2 separate regions of the Anas platyrhynchos genome follow, and region 2 is linked to region 1. The links are chromatin contacts, called in public Hi-C maps. All regions are on one chromosome and are shown on one strand. The core of a region is the stretch at or near the end of the contact, and the rest is flanking DNA. Distances in the headings are between cores, read along the strand shown. Region 1 overlaps UXS1 (UDP-glucuronate decarboxylase 1). Region 2 has its middle 53 kb from the start of UXS1.

Region 1 (3,437 bases), core at 256-2,755:
GCCATTAGCCAAGGGGTTTTTATCTGTAGACTCTACCAGTGCTTCTGAGGGATCTATTAGAGATGCCTGAAAAAGACCGGTTCAAACATGCAGTACAGAAGCTGATGCATGTGATGTTTCTAATAGAGGACTATCCCCACTGGAAAATGCTTGAGTCTACAGATCAGGGAGGGAAATTGAAAATCACAACACCAAACCCACCTGGCAGATGAAATAATCTTTACCTTGTCTGTTCACAAACAGCTTGACTTGTTTCAATCTGCCTGGAGAGGCAATTTAATTCTACATCCATAAAACCTCACAGTAAAGTGGCATGTAAACTGTTTGCTAGATTTCATTGTATAAATTGTCCTATATGCGTGGTGTCATGAGGTAAGACAAGTGCTGTGGGTATTTAACTATCAGACTGAGAAGTATGGGCAAAGAACAAGTGAAGTCTTTTCGCAAGGCAAAAGCACTCACAGCATCACAGAACAGTTGAGGTGTGGGAGGGGACCTCTGGAGGCCACCTGGTCCAACCCCCCTCCTCAAGCAGAGCCACCTAGAGCAGGCTCAGGTGGTTTTGGTGTGTCCAGGTGGTTTTGAAGTCTTCCAAGGAGTGAGACTCCACAGCCTCTTGGGGAAACCTGTTCCATTCATCAGTTACCCTCACAGTAAAAGTTTTTCCTTATTCTCAGAAGGAACCACCCGTGTTTTCAGTTTGTGCCTGCTGCCTCTTGTCCTATCTCTCAGCACAGCTGAGAAGGATCTGGCTCCATCCTCTTGACACCCTCCATTCAGATACTTAACCACATTGATCAGATCCTCCCCATACAGGACTCTACACATCCCTTTGATGAGCTTTGTGAGGTTTCTGTCAGCCTGTTTTTAGTGTGTCAAGAATGCTGGACAACAGCACAGTCCCGGTATTGGTGTACCAGCCACTCAGTGTTGACCCCTGGGGTACAGCAGTAGTTACGGGCCTCCAGCTAGACTTTGTGTCACTCACCAGCATCCTCTGGATCTGGCCACTTAGCTGTACATCAACAGCCCGTCTAGAAGGATTTTACAGGATACAACAGCAAAAGCCTCACTGAGGTCAAAGTGGATGCTCTCCCCTTAACTACAGAGGCAGTTATTTCATCAAAGAAGGTTATTCAAGTGATGGAGCATGACTTCCCTTTTGTGAATCCATGCTGAAATCTTTGTGAAATGTTTTTGTGAATCCGTGCTGTTGTAGGGCAGCTGGCTTACCCAGCTGTTGCATACAATGCAGCTGTGTCTGTGGAAGGCGTTTCAGTGGTACAATTACGAAGCAGAAAACAACAGAAAGACCTAATGCTTCAGTAGGTAGAAAAGATAAATGCAAAGCATCGTGAATTGCAGATGATAATACGCAGTCTCTTGTTTGATAGGCAGTGAGAGTGAAATCCAGTTTCTCTCAGAAGCACAGGATGATCCTCAGAAACGAAAACCTGACATCAGAAAAGCAAAGTTATTGCTTGGCTGGGAACCTGTGGTATGTACAGCTGTGTTACTGTCTTTGTGTGCGAAAACACAAGGAGGCGTACCATGTGATAAGGATATCTTTCAGTTTTCAGAATATTTGCTTAATGCAATCTCCAGGACAGTTCTTTAAAGGGTGTACGGTGCCTACAGTCTGTCATAAGTTGACCTTGCTCATGACTGATGAACTGCTGGGTAAGATTGCATGCTCTTTGCCATGCAGAAGAGCATATTAGTACTGGCATTTTTAACAAACTTCAGTAGGAACAAAATATAGGCATTTTAACTGTTTAATATGTATATTCTAAAGTGGTTGCCTCCTGTAAGCCTGACATATTCTTTGAAATATATTGTACATAGTTATGGGAGCCTAATGAATTTGCTGTTGCTGCCCTCATTCCTGTTTTCCTGGAGTAACATGCATTATGGAAGGAAAATATTGCTTTTAACTTCATTAGAATATTTTTAGAAAATCTACAGTGTAAGACTCTTTTTAAGATGATTGGTAACAACATTGCAACCAAAACATTTGTTTGGATTAGTGGGGAGAAATACGAGAATTGGATGTTCTGTTTAGTTTTGAGTTCATTTAAAGGGAACTATGTGAAACTCGGGCAAAGCAAAATATGAACCTAATCAGAGAGAGCTGATGCTCTTTTTTTCTTTTCTTCCTTATTGTTTTAAGTTCTGGTGGACAGAACTTAAACCAGAATAAACAGCTCTCATTTTGGGCTACAGGTATCATATGTAGAGATGTTCAAGGCTTGTTCTCAGTGTAGATAAGCTTGGAACATGCTCGAGGCTAGTTGAACTTGTCTTACCATCCACAATAAAGTTTGTCTGTCCACTTCTGAAACTTGATTATTAGTTATCTGAGGTGGCTAAGATAGTGATTATTCTGCACAGCTGATATGTGAGAATTGCAAAATTCCCATGATCACTGTTACTTTCCTTCTCAACCTTTCTGGTGAAGTTAATTGTCCAAATCTATAGCAAAGCAGAGTTGATGATAAGAGCTGTTTTGGTGGTGAGGTAAGGCTCTTTCTAATCCATAGAAAGAGCATGACTTTCTTAGCCAGCTCCCCATTCTAGCTAGCATAATGATTTGTAAGCTTTTTTGGATTTTTTTCAGACAAAAATCTTTACAGGAAACCTGTGAACCCATTTAGTAAATACAAGGCTATTAATAGAAAAAGCTCTGGACCCTTCTGAAATTATTCAGAGACACCAGATATTAACAGACCGTGCCTCAAAGCACAAGGAGGGTGGAAGGTGTTATAAAAGGCTTAAAGCAGTTGACTTTTATACCTCTGACCTGTTTTCGGTGCCGTGAGTACCAACATTGACTCTGAAGTAGCAGCACAGTATTGGTACATTGAGTTTCAGGCACATAGTTTTTGTGCTGCTTTTCTATCCTCCTGTATCGAAGATGGTATCAGCAAGCATGTCAGAGCATATGACTCCCGAGAAAAGTGGATAATATTTCTGTTGTTCTGGTCTACAGAGCACAGTGTTTAAATACAGGCATAGAATACAAAAAATATAATTATTTTAATGGGATTTAAGGATGTCAAATGACACTGGATGCTAATTTGTATCCCTTCTTTCTTTATATGGATGCAAACAACAAATCCTACCACCTTTATGCCTTTCTAGGGTGTATACCATTCTGTGAGATTCTGCAAAAGGTGGTCCTTAATTATTAAAAACAGAAAGGACTTAGGTTTCTGTGTACTTCTCTTTTTTAATGTATAATGCTCAAATTTTGTAAATCTGTCAATACATAACTGTCTGATATGATTTAAGTTTGTTAGTTTTTTTGCCTTACAACATTAGAAAATACATCTAATGTTTGAAAGCTAACATGCATTAGCAGTGCAGAGATATAACCAGTATGTGGTGCTGTTAATACTTATATTGGCAAAGATTTAAAGGACTCTCTAGTGGTCTTG
Region 2 (3,437 bases), core at 440-2,939, 110 kb before region 1:
TGTTCAGGTGTTTGTTAGGTACATGTAAATATATTTGTTGTCCTAAAAGAGTAGTGTTAACTCTGTTTATGCAGATAAAACTTTGCACAAACGTCATTTTAGATACTTTAAAGGATTTTTTCAATCATGAAGTGTTTGTTTTCTTCCTGCCCTACTAGTCTGTGAACTCATCTAATTTACCTGTAGTGTCATATGTTCCCACCTGCTGTTTTTTCATCAGCTGCAATTAATGTTCTTTCCCCCCCCCCCCAGAATGTGTATTACCATGAAAGCTGATACTTCAAACCTGAGGAGGAGAGTGTGATTGAATATTAGATAGATTGGAGATTTTTCTGAAATTTTTCAGAAACAAAGAGAGATCCTTCTTGGTAATTATAAATTGTTTATTTTTCTCAACAAAAGAGACGTGATGCTATTAGGTTACTTAAAAATATGCTATTAGTACTTATAAACAAGCACAGCAGGCCAAGCTGTACACATTGTATTGTTCTTTTTTTTTTTTTTTTTTTTTTTTTTTCCCTTGTGGCTTGCAAAATGCACAGTACAATGAGCAGAAAGTGGACAATGTATTCTGAAATCTTATATTTCTTCACTGTTTTCACAATTCTATTTTCTTGTAAAAAGTTTCAAGTAGTATAAAAATATATATTTGATATGCACAAAAAATATCTTCCATTTCCCATTTTTACTGTCAAGGATTTAAAAGTGCTGTACACTGTAAATAGGTCAAGATGCTCAACTGGGGAACTGCATTTTGAAGAGCTGAGTGGCATACATTTCCATTACCTTTTTCGGGTTAAATCCTTGCAGATATGGTGCATTTCAGCAGCCTACACATGCTCAGTCTCATTGACACTCAATACGTTTTCCCAAAAGATGTTGCTATTGTGGAAAGCTTGTAAAGTATTTGCCTGTTAGACATTTAAAAGACTGTATTGTAAGTGTTTATGTATTTGCAACAACAAAAGAAACACTAATCAAATTTTAAACTTTGAAATCAAAATTTTCAGTCTGGCTCAGCTTTTATGCCAGTTAAATTCTACTCAACATAAGGAGTTGAGATTATTTTGCTTTCAGAATAAGAAAGAAAAGTGGAGAAAACAATAGCAACAACAAAAAAGCCGGTATCTGAAGACCTCCTTTTGCAGAATGATGCATAAGAGGAAAAGACAATATTGCGCCTATTACAGATATATCATTGTGCCAAAACACAGTTCCCCAGGCAACTTCACCAAACTTTCTCAATGAATTTATCTGGAAGTACCATCTTCTCAGCTTCTTCTGGATAGAGTGAGATTTACAAACTCATGAAGCATTTCCTCAAGCAGTGGTTAAACACTAACAGTCTGTTAAGAAGATGCACTGACAAAACCTTTGCATGTCATTATCATCACACACTTATCCTCTGAAAGACATCTGAATAGCATTCAAGATCCATTGTGTCGAGAAAAAAATGTTACAAAGAGGTTGTAATGAGGAAAACTCACTCAAAACTTCTGAGGCACAGAGTGTTTTTCAGGTTCTACTTCCACGTCTCTACAGTAAGAAAGAATTTGGAAATTTCATTTGGACAAAACAGGCACAAAACTGTTTAGGGGGTTGAATGATCTCAGAGACCATGAGACACCCAGAGACCATGAGACACCAGACACAACTAACGTCATATCAGCTTCTATAGAAGTCTTATTTGAAGGTCAGAAAAACACAAGACTCTGAGGGAAGATGTTCATGGTGTAATGCAGCAGATACAGAGGGCTCTAGAGACAGCCTCAGAAACAGAATCTTAGAAGCTGTTTTATAAACTGAGGTTTGATACTGGACGGTGTTAGATTATAAATTTATGCTGCTGCGGAGTGCTGAACAGTGCCGTGTTATCAGTTGGAGCTCATCTTCAGAAACGGTGATTTATCTTCTTTCAGAGCACTTAAAGAGCTGTGACACTTTGGCTTCTATTCACACTTTGTTGTAAAAGATCTTTTTAGTTTCAAGGGTCCTGCTCTGTTAACACTGGAGAAGAGATGACATTATTTGCCCTTCTTGTTCACTTCATGTTGCTCAGCATCTCTGAGGTGTTGCCACACTGAGGAGCAGTTTTATGTCCATCTGAATCCCTGTGAAGGCAGGAGTGGTAGAAAACATTTACCTGAGACTTGACACCCAGTGTCTATTTCATTCCTTTCTAATTTCTTATGTGGTACTACACTTGGAAAGTTTATGAGTTATTTTATCACAATCTCACTTTGACAGACCTCCTGTCTGAGACTTCTCATCAGGTAGAAACAGATTAATGACACTAATGCAGTGCTCTGGATTATTGCACAAAAACCTCCCTTGGAAATGTGTTTGACTTTTTTTTTTTAGGTTAAACATGGCATAATCTTAGTGGGTGAATGCATTATATTTCGAGCATGGGTATCCTGCGGTTTAGGACAGAGCTAGAAGGGATCTCACATACTAATATACTCACATACTAAAATATCTATTTTAATTTTATACCAGGAAAAGGCCACCGCTTGTCATACAAAGAAACATTTTCATCTGGAAATATTTCATCTGGAAATTTATTATTAGAATGACCTGGTCATTCAATGTCTGACATTATTTATTGGCTGTTTGATAGAAGAAAGTGAATAATACTAGTAAGATTCCAAGAAGATAGATTTTGGTCTGTCTAGGTATCAGCTCTTTAGTTATATATATTTTATAATTTTTAGTCTAATATTTAAAGCTCACCAGTTGGGTGTACTTCAAAGTCTCAGTGGTTGTAAAAGGTAATACAGGAAACTTCAGAGTTTAAAATAAAAGAGAGATGCTCACTGCATCTCTACATCTGTTTTAATAGCTCTCAGACCATCTGCATGGGGATAATTGAAGGTTATGAAAACTTCACATAAATGAACAAATGATGACCACAATGTGAATTTTAATATCCAATTTAAAATTGTTGGTCTAATATGAAAATGATTTACTCATTTGTAACTCTCTTGAAGAAGTAGGGCTACATGCAGCTAAAGCAAATCAGGCTTTAGTCTTACCTACATTTAGTGAGCCCATTCCCTCTGCTACAGACTGGTTGATACATCTCTGCTTAGCAATGTCATTATGGTAATTACTGAGCATGTATATCTCAGCATGCTACTGAGCCATCTCCTGTCTTTTCAGGTCTGCAGACTCATCTTCTCATTTCTTGTTTATTTTCAAAGTTGGTTAAAAAGCTCTCACCCTTTGAAAATTCTCATTTTTATTTTCCTGGTAGTTATTGATCTTAATCAGTTGGTTCACTACAAAAGAAGAACAAGTGTTAGTAGGCAATCAAGTAGCTGAAATTGCAATTTATAGTCATAGACTAGAATCCTTTGTCTCTGCTTCCCTTTCATTTGTAAGATATTTCTATGTCACTTGTTTGAAACTAAACCTAGTCTAATCCAGCTAAGGGC

Evidence for each region. A called contact is a pair of places that touch in the nucleus more often than the background predicts.
Region 2: a contact with region 1 is called in a Hi-C map of small yellow follicle, with 2.9 times the contacts expected there. The contact joins two enhancer-like sites. A contact is called at or near these places in 4 of 8 Hi-C or Micro-C datasets (F5 follicle, skeletal muscle, small yellow follicle and 1 more).

What each region holds. Positions count from the first base shown.
Region 1 is chr1:142,875,784-142,879,220 of IASCAAS_PekinDuck_T2T, reverse strand. UXS1 (UDP-glucuronate decarboxylase 1) reads left to right here. Exons shown (of 15, transcript XM_027445224.3): 14 at 1,395-1,498. Among named protein-coding and RNA genes, the nearest start is that of ECRG4, 11 kb to the right of the region's middle. Within about 2 kb of position 1,505, at least 2 of the 8 cell types and tissues checked have an H3K27ac peak or open chromatin away from gene starts, as enhancers often do. A contact at or near this core is called in small yellow follicle, where this site is marked.
Region 2 is chr1:142,989,628-142,993,064 of IASCAAS_PekinDuck_T2T, reverse strand. No RefSeq gene overlaps it. Among named protein-coding and RNA genes, the nearest start is that of UXS1, 53 kb to the right of the region's middle. Within about 2 kb of position 1,689, at least 4 of the 8 cell types and tissues checked have an H3K27ac peak or open chromatin away from gene starts, as enhancers often do. A contact at or near this core is called in small yellow follicle, where this site is marked.